Linked DNA regions of Capsicum annuum: region 1 is linked to region 2. The links are chromatin contacts, called in public Hi-C maps. All regions are on one chromosome and are shown on one strand. The core of a region is the stretch at or near the end of the contact, and the rest is flanking DNA. Distances in the headings are between cores, read along the strand shown.

What was found. A called contact is a pair of places that touch in the nucleus more often than the background predicts.
Region 1: a contact with region 2 is called in a Hi-C map of leaf, with 2.7 times the contacts expected there. The contact joins two enhancer-like sites. A contact is called at or near these places in 2 of 5 Hi-C or Micro-C datasets (leaf and placenta).

What each region holds. Positions count from the first base shown.
Region 1 is chr10:188,814,922-188,820,833 of UCD10Xv1.1, reverse strand. It overlaps LOC107873402 (calcium-dependent protein kinase 13), which reads left to right. Exons shown (of 7, transcript XM_016720249.2): 2 at 781-924; 3 at 1,011-1,163; 4 at 2,659-2,774; 5 at 2,856-3,023; 6 at 4,060-4,290; 7 at 4,376-4,931. The coding sequence ends at 4,525. Among protein-coding and RNA genes, the nearest start is that of LOC107873402, 10 kb to the left of the region's middle. Within about 2 kb of position 4,518, at least 2 of the 5 cell types and tissues checked have an H3K27ac peak or open chromatin away from gene starts, as enhancers often do. A contact at or near this core is called in leaf, where this site is marked.
Region 2 is chr10:188,599,836-188,606,152 of UCD10Xv1.1, reverse strand. LOC107843449 (PHD finger protein ALFIN-LIKE 1) reads right to left here. Exons shown (of 5, transcript XM_016687750.2): 4 at 3,235-3,355; 5 at 2,280-3,040. The coding sequence ends at 2,789. Among protein-coding and RNA genes, the nearest start is that of LOC107843449, 7.6 kb to the right of the region's middle. Within about 2 kb of position 1,407, at least 3 of the 5 cell types and tissues checked have an H3K27ac peak or open chromatin away from gene starts, as enhancers often do. A contact at or near this core is called in leaf, where this site is marked.

The DNA.
Region 1 (5,912 bases), core at 3,269-5,768, 210 kb before region 2:
TCGTCTCTTAAGGAGTTTTCTAAAAGATTCCAGTTTCTTTTTTCCTTTTCTTTGTTTATCTTTTTAACATTCTCTTTGGTATTCCTATTTTTGCTTTATATTTGGGTGGGAAGGGTCTAGATTTCTAGCTAAATTTTAGGATTCAACTTTTTTTTTTCTCCCTCAAATACAGAAGATGTAACTTTGTAATGGACATCTTTCTTATTACTTCTGAAGCATGGTTTAGGCCTTTCAGATTTCTTGCCGGATTTCTGTCTCTCTGTGTAAAACATCCTTTGACATAGTCTTTTATGGCCCGTTTGGGCATGAATTTTTCTTTGTTTTCAAAACAAGATTTGGGTACACGTTACAATGATTTTTTGGTTGTTTTTACCATTTTTTCAATTGATTTTTTTTTTCCATTTACAGAACTCCAATCTTTTCTCAAGTGAAATACATGTCTAAACATAAAAACTGAACTTTCAAATATCATCTTTGAACTTGAACTTCAAATATTGTTCAATTCATGTCCAAACGCCTACTTAGTTTCCTCCTGTAGCAAAACTATCTTTGATGAGGTAGATATTTGAGTTGATTCTCTTCCTCAGTTTATCAAAGTGACTGTTGTGGTTGCACCCATTGTTTGGTCTTAATATTCAAGTTGTTTTTTCTACCAAAACTATGGCTATTGTAAGCTTTTTTCATCAAACTATGGCTATTGTAAGCTTTTTTCATCAAACATTTTGGTTGAGTTATTTCTGTAACATGTTAATTGTGTTTAAAAAAAGCTGTGGTTTTCAGGTGAGAAGTTTTCTGAAATAGTTGGAAGCCCTTATTATATGGCTCCAGAGGTGCTCAAGCGGAACTATGGACCAGAAATAGATATATGGAGTGCAGGAGTCATTTTATATATTTTGTTATGTGGGGTTCCTCCATTTTGGGCCGGTAACTTCGCTTTCTATAATCCGTCTCATCTACTCACTCTTACATACCATCTCTCTCATTTAATTTGAGGCACTCCTTTGTTGCAGAATCTGAACAAGGAGTTGCACAGGCCATCTTACGAGGGGCAATAGATTTCAAGCGTGAGCCCTGGCCAAGTATTTCAGACAGTGCTAAGAATCTTGTACGTCAAATGTTGGAGCCAGATCCAAAGCTACGACTAACTGCAAAACAAGTACTTGGTACGTTGGGTTTTACACTTTCTGTTTAAGCTCAAAGTGCTTGTTATGATCTTTTAGCATACCCTTGCCTCAATACAGTACACTGCTTTCTCTTCATCTTTTTTGAATCAGTCAGGTAAACATGCATGCACTTAAAATACTAGGCACAATACATAAAGATGCCCTTTAACTTGGCCTCATCTATGACCTTTAACTTTGGGTGTGGACATGTAGGCACTTAAACTTGTATAAAGTTGAACAAGTAGACACATATGTCCTATGTGGCGTTCTACATGTCCACTTCATGTCCTACATGGCGTACTACGTGTATTATGCCACATAGGATGTGTGTCTACTTGTTCAACTTTATACAAGTTTAAGTGCCTGTGCACACCCAAAGTTGGAGGTCATAGATGTGATTGGAGGTCAAGTTAAAGGACAGGTTTATGTATTATGCCAAAATATTACCTGGGTACTTTCCAAAATATCACATTTTGACCATCTACTAAGCCAGCTGGAGGGTTCAGTAAGTGCGGTATGAGATCTCAGCAAACGTTGAAATCAAACAATGGCAGAAACGGGCAAATTACCATGTGATGATTGTCCTATACCTTTCTTACATTTTTCTGACAATCTAAAGTTAATATCTAAACTAGTATGTGGTTCACTCAGATGCTTGAGAGATGCTGTTGTTACCTTGTTTGCTTGCTTATTCTTGTACATCATTATGTTAGCCTTTCTGAAGCTTAATGCGTAATGTTGAAGAAACTTAAGTTATGTGTGCAACCTCAAGCAACTTGGGACGAAGAGGGATGAGGAAGGAAAGGGGGGGGGGGGGGGGGGACTAATGAACATTTAGGGAATTTTTAATTTGGGACAAGCTAAGATTGAATAAGATAATTAATGGAGAAATGCAAATGCAAAGAAATAAATAGCATGTCATATATGTCTTGTAAACTACTTTAGTTGGGGATTCCTGAGTTGTTTAGTGTGATGGAACTTTTGACTTCTATAAATTTTCTTATAAAAAGATTGAATATCTAAATTGGCATTTGTACTTGCACCGGATTTTAAAGTCGGCATCACCTCTACTTATCGGAGTAAGTATTAATAAATGCGTCTTTGAACAGTGATCATGCCTTTATGGAGGTGGTGTAGCTGATGTGGCTGAATTCAGCGTGCAATTCAGCCACATCAACTGCACTGCCTCCATATAGGCAAGAAGGTCAACTGTCTAAGGCGTTTATTAATGCTTATTCTGTTTAATAGAAGTATTAAAATAGGAAAACCGAGACTAGGGGCTTTAAAATCAAGTACATGTGTCTGTTTCGGTATTCTGCCTATCAAGAAAGAAAGAAAACCTTTTTCAGTTTTATGACAGCTGAAGTTTACAAAAAATGGACACTGCTGAATTTGATGAATTGAAATAAGATTTGGAAAATTGGCAGATAATCTCCATTTTGAAGCTTGAAGGTGGTTTTCTTGTATTTTCTGTAATATGTATTCTGTCTTGTAGAACATCCTTGGCTTCAAAATGCTAAGAAGGCTCCAAATGTTCCTCTTGGAGATATGGTCAAGTCAAGACTTAAGCAGTTCGCAATGATGAATAGGTTTAAGAGGAAAGCTCTGAGGGTTAGTTTAATATTCGTACAATATTTTTGTACTAAACACCCTTGCTCTTAGGAACACTAAAAGGTGCTCTATCAAATGCAGGTAATTGCTGATTTCTTGTCAAATGAAGAAGTTGAAGACCTCAAAGAAATGTTTAGCAAGATAGATACCGATAACGATGGTATTGTTTCTGTAGAAGAACTAAAAGCTGGACTTCAAAAAGTCAATTCACAGCTGGCTGATTCTGAAATCAAGATGCTTATTGAAGCTGTGAGTACACCTGCCTGTTCTTTGATAAAAAACTTTTTAGCTTTGATGTCTCAGTTTTTCCCTGGGTTAACTAGGAGTAATACATAAGCTTGCTTGTGGTATTTAAAGGCTGATAATATCTGCAATCCTTATCATCTCACATGTTAATGTTATGAACTTTGTCCATAACGTATGTATGTTGCCTCTTGGACTAGAATAGTTGTTTTAGACTTAAATTTGTGTGGCCCAACCTTGTTGCTCTAGGATAAATTGATCTTGCTGGGACCTATGCTGGTGGGAGATAGCAGGCACCCTGTGGAATTAGTATAGGTGCATGCAAGCTGGCCCAGACACCATGATTATTAAAGAAAAAGATATTGACCCTGCTGAAATATTTATTATATGTTTCCTCTCATAGAGAATCAGCAGAGAAAAAGATGAACAGTTTAAAACCACGGAAGCATGGAGAGTTCATTTTATCAGTTAAAAGAGGGGGAAAGAAACTACTAGGAAAGGACGGACGAGGAAAGAGAAAAGGCAGAAAAGAACTATTCAATCTTCCTTTTTGATTTCGGATTTTTGGGGAAAGTTGTAGTTGTCGTCTTATCTATAGTTTGCGAGTTTATCTCTTAAACGAATAAAAGTTGACTTATATCACCAGGGTAATGGATGACTATCTCTGTTCTTTATGGGTTAGTTGATTTCCCCTCATGATTTCCTAAATTGACCTTGTTTCTATTTAGAGATCGACAAATAGATTCTACTTTTGATGTATGCTTCGCAGCCTCAGTGATTTTAATGTTACTCTTCTGTGCTGAGGTCTTAATACTTAGAAACTGGTGCAGATAATTATGCTTTCCTCTTATAGTTCATTGCTAGCATTATCCTTGAAATGCAGTTAATGGTTGAAATACTTCATATAAAACACGTAAAAACTTTATCCTCTATCCCTTGATAAGAATTAGTGAAAATAATAATGAAGGACGGACAGCAAAAACAATTTAAAAAATAAGCGACAATGCCACAGATATTAATAAGTTGGGTCCATTTTTAACAGATTGACACTAACGGGAAAGGGACTCTGGACTATGGGGAATTTATTGCCATCTCACTCCATCTTCAAAGGATGTCAAATGACGAACATCTGCACAGAGCTTTTTCCTTCTTCGACAAGGATGGCAATGGTTATATCGAACCAGATGAACTTCGGGATGCACTGATGGAGGATGGCTCAGATGACTGTACCAATGTTGCTAATGACATTTTCCAGGAAGTCGATACAGACAAGGTAAACAGACCAGCACACAAATCCTGTATGACTAAACATGAATACAGAGTAGTGATGATTTCTTTTCATCTTCACTTTTTTGCAGGATGGGCGCATAAGCTATGATGAATTTGCAGCCATGATGAAAACTGGGACAGATTGGAGAAAGGCTTCTCGACATTACTCAAGAGGGAGATTTAATAGTCTGAGTGTGAAGCTAATGAAGGACGGGTCACTTAACTTGGGGAACGAGTGAGAAGTTCAGAGAGGCAGAAGTAGTAAGTACTGTATCCAACGTGCATTATATCATACTTTGATATTGTTACGGTGTTCGGCTTAGATTGTTGGCGTTCCAGGATCAAGAAGAGGTGACTTTCATCTGGTTAACCTCTTCAAATTGTTAGTTTGAGTAAACCAATTAGTTTATCGGTGATGGTAACGCACAATGTATGATTCTTTCCTCTTCTCTGAACAATTGTTCTTGTTCAGAAAACTCAAAAACTACGTAGTAGAGCATAGTCTTTGTGAAAGAAGTAGGGGTGGGCATGGTACGGTACGGTACGGTATTTTAAACTTCGGTACGGTAACTTTGATTTTCGGTATATAAAAGAATAATACCATTACCATACCAAATTAGTTCGGCATGGTTCGGTATTTTTAAATTCGGTTTCGGTATTTTACGGTATGGTAATTCGGTAATCATACTTTATTTGATTTCTAAAATTACATATATTCATCTAAAAAAACTATAACTTTAAATTTTAAAAACATCTCAATCATGTTAGGCTAACAACTATCTTTGTTAATCAATTACACAAAAATAACATTTCAATCACAATTGAATAGTCTGAGATGCAAACTCTGAACAACTGTACCAAAACTTAAGCATAGTACTCTTAAATAATAAGCTTCTCAAAAAATTTATTTCTGAATAAAAGCTACTTTTGTGTTCAATTGGATAATGGATGATATATAAATATATTTAATAATGTTAAATATAATATATATATGGGTTTTATATGTTATTAAAAAACTTCGGTGCGGTATACGGCATTTCGGTATTTATTGCATAAATACCAAATACCATATCAAATATCAAAATAATTTAAAATTCCTACCAAATACCATAACATCCATACTGCGGTATAAAAAATTTCGATTTCAATCTGGTATTCAGTATATACCATATCATGCCCACCCCTACCCCTAGAAAGAAGTAACCCTATCATATTTTGTGCCCATAAGAAACTAATTCTTGGAGTATGGAGAGTAGGCAGGTTTAAATTCTAATGCTCATACTCTCAAATGAAGTCCTCTAGAAATAATCTCTCTATCTCCACGGGATAGTTGTAAGGTCTGCGTGCATCTATCTTCCCCAGACTCCACTCGTTGGATTTCACTATGTTGTTGTATTCTCTCAATTGAAGCAGATCTGCTTCAATATTATTTGCTACCAGGAGTAACGTTCAATGGAAGTTTCGATGCCGATTCGGCTCCCCTCCATTTCCACTCTCTCCATTTTGTCCAAGTTCCTATCTTGAATAATAACATCTGACATAGTTCAAATTGAATGACTAAAATTTAATTATTCTAAGTAAATCTCTAACTATTGTTTAGATAATAGCTACATTATATATTTAGTT
Region 2 (6,317 bases), core at 158-2,657:
TAGTTTAAAAAAAAAAAAGACATTTTTATAAAATTCCTCTCTGTGAACACGAGCCGGAGAGATGGTTTGAGATTTGAGGTATGAGATATAGTATATGGATTGCAAAATCCTCATGGGTCCTACCTGGGAGCTGCGAACTCGGTGGATGTATATAGAAAGTCATGCGATGGCTTTCACCATTCATCTCATCTATATTGCATTGCATTGTATTTGCATATGCATATTTCATATTTCTTTAGTTTCCTTGATTTGTATTTAGTTTCGTGTACTTTTCATATGTATTTGTACTTGTTTTCTTTTTAATATTTATATATTTAGAACTGTTGGTGGAGGCGGTATGAGCTACCGTTTGAGACTTTTCTACTTTCAGGTGACGTGCTCATAGTTTATTTTATTTTACCTTATTTTCTGTTTTGCTCAGTCGGCCTATGATACCTACTGAATACAAATGGATTGTACTCACCTCTAATGTGTCCTTTCGGTGCAAATCCTAGTATGAGTATTACACACGGAGGTTCAAATCGTGTTATTGATTGGTGATATTCGAGGTATCGGTTGCTCTATGTCTTCAAAGTCGACCCCAAACCTCTTCTTGTCTATCTGGATGTCTTTATTTTTGTTTTCAGTACTTCAAATTCAATTTGCATCTTGGGATGGTTTTTGTATCTTGTTCGAATTTCTGCCCTTTGATAATATATATATATATATATATATATATATATATATATATATAACTCGACACATATGACTCGACTTCGTTCTAGAAGCCTTGTTTTACTTTACTGCATTATTTATTTTGTATTTTTTTTCTTTGGGGGTGATCAGCTTACTTATCAAGGCTGAACCACGATAAGTGTTATCATGGCCTTATCTTGGTATGATGACAGTTAGTACACGTGAAAGATTTTCCTTCCTCTGTACTTTCTGCATGAGCTTTTAATTTTAGCTGGGTCAAATAATTAATGACTTCTTTTAAAATAATAGTAATTAAAAATGCATGATTGAATTCTCTAACTTCATTTTCATAGAGATTTGAAAACTGAATTGATTACTACGTAGATCATAAAAAGACACGTTATAGTTATTATTAATGTCACCTTGAACTACTTTTTTTTCTTTTATCGTCACGCCAAGTTGTCCAACCCAAATTTAGTATTAGCAAATGCCAAACAGAGTGGCAGTTGGTTGAATAATATTAGTCTAGCTGGCCTATAATGTTTCCCCATTTGGCTAGCTATATGTTAAATTGTTGCATTTAATAGTACACACTGAACTTTTTATGTCCTGCAGGTCTTAATTGCTGTATTTTTAAAACGGGATGGTACATTTTCTGGATTTGCTAGCTGCTGATCCGACCCCCACCCCCCCAAAAATGCATGACAAAAATATGTGTATTGTCTTTAACAAGAACAAAAAAAGTTGGTTGGAAGAACATCATTGATAGAGTAATCGAAAATTACAAAGCATTTAATGTTTGGATGTTTTGGAATCAAATTCAGATCTATGAGACTAAAGTTGCGAGTAATGTTTGAAGTTCGCCTCCCAAACTTTAGACTCGTATGCTTGAAGTAGGAATAACCAAGCATTAACTCAGCATTGGTATCTTGTGTACCGGTAATGTTTGAAGTTGGTCTCCCCAACTTTAGACGTGTATGCCTAGAGTTAGCATAGCCAAGCATTAACTTCTTGTTGTTATCTTGTCTACGCAAAGTGTTTCACTTTGTGTGACAATTACCACGCCAAAAACCTGACAAACTTATGAAAGTGAATACATGAGATAAACTGTGAGAATTGTAGAGAAGAAAATGATTTTCATACCAACATCCTGGAAACTAGATGAAAGTTAATTCACGGTGAATATCGATTGAACAGATATGAGTGTTCAAAGCAGACATTTGGTGCTATTTCAATATTTTTATGTCCCTTTTCAGCTTTTCATTGATGAAAGATGAGTTCCGCTTAAGCTCATGGCAAGTTGCACTGATCTTGCCAGACATTGCATTTTCTACTACTACAAAGGTTGGAGGACAAAGCTTACAGGTATCAGGGAAAAAATAAGTTACAATTGTTGCCAAGCACAATAGGTTTTTTTCTTTATAACCATGGCGTCCGGGTCAGCTTGTTCACAACTCTACTAATTCCACTTTTTGTCTTTGCTGAGATTCGAAGTTGAGACTTTATGGTTCTCGACCCACTTCATTGATCAATAGGCCACACCCTTGGGTGCTTGCCAAGTACAATATGTTAACACGGGCGATAAATATTATGACAGGAAGATAGGTAGGAATCTAATGAATGCAGATAAATTTTGGAAACAAACTAAGCCAGCTAAAAGAGTTGTCAACTAACTGAACTCGGCATCTTGCTTTCTACTTTACAGTGTACATTTGGGTGAAGAAATCTAAAATCAAAAAGCTAACAAGGCCAGTAGAACTGTCAGTTAACCAGTAAAACAATCTGAAACCAGCTCAAACCGTAAAAATAATACAACATCAAGAATAAATTAACAAACTTTCTATTTAGGCATCTAAAGTGGATATAAGGGAAGAAGAACCCAAATTCAGTCCCCCGTTCCAATGGCGATGGTGAAAATGTTATGATTAGGACCACATTACATAATGCTGTACTATCCATTTAAGGGAAGAAGAACCCAAACTCAATCCCCCGTTCCAATGATCATGGTGAAAATGTTATAATTAGGATCCCATTACATAATGCTGTACTATTTTGTATGTTGCCATAGCAACAAAGTTGATGGCATGACCCCTCTCTCTAATTCATGAAGCAACTATGGTCTGCTCCGCTTCAAGCTACATGACGGGCATTTATACTGCTTTATGCCCTCAGCTTTGGCAGGTGTGATCTTCACACACTTACCATGGAACCATCTCTCGCAGATATCACAGCCAATCCAAAATTCATTAGCATTGTAATTCCCATCACATCTTCCGCATAGTGTTTCACCGTGTTCTTCTTCATCCTCGCTGCAGCTTTCATCTGCTGGCATTGCAGTGGTTTTAACCTGAACATCAACCGTCCTCTGCAGAAATGTGAGAGCAGTTATTTCGTATCCGAAGAAACAGAAAATACTTAGATAAGGACATACAGAGAGAACTTGAATCTCCATTAGAGCATAATGAACTTAATCCCCAAGCATCAACAACCTGATGATACCAATGGCACCTACCGACTCAGAAACTACAAGAACATAGAGTCGAAGGATGCTTCTTATACCTTTATGCTACCACGGGGTTTGCTCCCGCTATCTGCACTAAGTTTGTCTTTTATGGGCTTTCTTTCTGCTACAACTTCAAAAACAGTGGGCAGATCATTGATCAAGCTGTACAGATGCTTTCTGTGCAGGAACAAACAGAGGAAAGTTAGGATAATCTCTTCCTTTCTTTTTCTTCCTGCGAAATTAATTTAAGCATGTTATACATGTATATCCCCTTCTATTTTATTTTTTGAGTAAGATATGTGCATCCCCTTTGATCAATCAGAAAAGAAATGTACATCACGTGATAAACTTACTACGACATCCTTTTCATTTTATTCGACATTGTTTGACAAGATGTGTAAACCATCCAAGAAGTTTGTACATATGCAACCTGAGGGCTGAGGGGGGAGCGGGTAAAATGGATATTTGAAGTTAAGTGGGCTGAGGGGGGAGCGGGTAAAGCAGATATTTAAAGTCAAGTTATTTCTATTTAGAAAGGTGACATTCTGCATAATCTTATTGGCGTGGTGAGCAGTTTTTGGCCTCTTCTATTGGATATCTTTGGTCCCCTAATCTTTATCTTATTCCATCAGAGAAAGAGAGGAAAAGAAAACAAGCTTTATAGTCCTACTTTGATTGAGCACAATATACCAAGTCGGAACTGCATAATCAAACACATGCCAAAAATTAAGTTAAATGGTTACTTCAAATCTGACCAATACAAAATAAAAATGGGTGTCATATAACTTTGAAAAGAATAATATACATAGAGAGCAAGAAATAGTGAAGATTTTCTTCGACAACCTCTTCTGGGTCCTATGGGTGGAGGGAATATGAGAGCTTTTGATAGAGTTGAAAATGACTTGGGTGCATTCGAGGAATAGCCTCTTGTCTCAAGCTTTTACTGGTGGCCCCATGAGATTCATTTTTGTATCTAAGATTGGGTGTATTTTATGGAGAACCAAATTTTTGTGTAGGCTCTTTACCTTTTGGTAAGAAGAGATGGTAGTCGTACTTTCATAGGCTCTTGAATGACGAGGGGGACAGAGCTATTGTGTTAGGGGAACTGGAGCACTCAGAGGAGTGTCGGGATTTTAGCTATTGTAGACGTTTTAAGGTAGAAGAGGTTAGACAGGCAGTCCGCAGGATGCGTAGGGGTAGGGCGACGGGGCCGGATGAGATACCGGTGGAGTTTTGGAAGTTCGTTGGAGAGGCTGGTGTAAGGTGGTTAACTGGATTGTTTAATGAAATTTTCAGGACGGCAAAGATGCCCGAGGCGTGGAGGTGGAGTACCATGATCCCTCTCTATAAGAATAAGGGGGACATTCAGAGTTGTAATAACTATAGGGGGATTAAGTTATTGAGTCACTCTATGAAGATCTGGGAGAGAGTGGTCGAGGTGAGGCTGAGACGGATAGTGTCTATCTCGAAAAACCAGTTCGGATTTATGCCCGGCCGCTCGACGACGGAGACAATCCACCTGGTACGGAGGTTGGCGGAGCAGTATAGGGAAAGGAAGAAGGATCTGCACATGGTGTTTATCGACCTGAAAAAGGCTTACGACAAAGTCCCCAGGGAGGTGCTTTGGAGATGCTTGGAGGTGAGGGGAGTATCGCAGGCATATATCAGAGTAATTAAGGATATGTATGAGGGAGCGAAAACCCAGGTGAGGACGGCGGGAGGAGACTCAGAGCATTTCACTGTCCGGACAGGATTGCATCAGGGATCTACTCTTAGTCCCTTTTTGTTTGCGTTAGTAATGGATGTGTTGACGCGGCGTATTCAAGGGGAGGTGCCGTGGTGTATGCTCTTTGCAGACGATGTAGTTCTGATAGATGAGACTCGAGGGGGTGTAAATGACAAATTAGAGATGTGGAGGCAAACTCTTGAGTCTAAAGGGTTCAGGGTGAGCAGAAGCAAGACAGAGTATGTGGAATGTAAGTTTAATGACTTGAGGCGGGAGAACGAGGTAGTAGTGAAGCTGGAAGCACAGGGGGTACGTAAGAGGGATAAGTTCAAGTATCTCGGGTCCGTGATCCAGAGTAACGGTGAGATTGACGAGGATGTCTCGCACCGTATTGGAGCGGGATGGATGAAGTGGAAACTCGCGTCGGGGGTGCTGTGTGATAAGAAGGTGCCGCCCAAGCTTAAAGGCAAATTCTATAGGGTGGTAGTCCGTCCGGCCTTGCTGTATGGAGCGGAGTGTTGGCCAGTTAAGAACTCCCACATCCAAAGAATGAAGGTGGCAGAAATGCGGATGTTGCGCTGGATGTGTGGACTGACTCGAGGGGATAGAGTTCGAAATGAGACTATCCGGGAGAAGGTTGGTGTGACTTCAGTGGAGTGTAAGATGCGGGAAGCACGATTGAGATGGTTCGGACACGTGAAGAGGAGGGGCATGGATGCTCCGGTCCGTAGGTGTGAGAGGCTAGCGTTGGATGGTTTTAGGCGGGGTAGGGGTAGGCCGAAGAAGTACTGGGATGAGGTGATTAGGCGGGACATGGAACAGTTACAGCTCACCGAGGACATGACCCTAGATAGGAAGGTCTGGAAGACGCGAATTACGGCAGAAGAGTAGGGCCAGATTGGGTCGCTAGTGTAGGGAATTACTTGGTGGGGTTTTTTTTATTTTTTTTTTTTTATTCCCGTTATGATTCCGTATTCAGTGTTCCATGCTTATTACGAATCTGTGTGCTTTCCTCTGCTTTCCTCTGTTTTATATTCCTTATGGGTGCCGTATTTATGTTATGTCATCTGCTTCTGTGCTTTACTATGTGTTTGTGTGATATCTTGTGCCTTGAGCCGGGGGTCTTTCGGAAACAGCCTTTCTACTTCATCAGAGGTAGAGGTATGGACTGCGTACATCTTACCCCCCCCAGACCCCACTAAGTGGGAATACACTGGGTTTGTTGTTGTTGTTGTTGTTGCTCTTTACCTTTTGGTATACTTCTAGTACACAGGAACTATTCCACAACAATAAAATTACTTTTTCCTTAATCCCCCTCTCCCCCAAAAAAATTCTTTTAAAAATGGACCACAATCTGGAGCGACCACATATGGAAGTAGAACCAAACCTCCTACCGCATGGCTATCGGGCCTA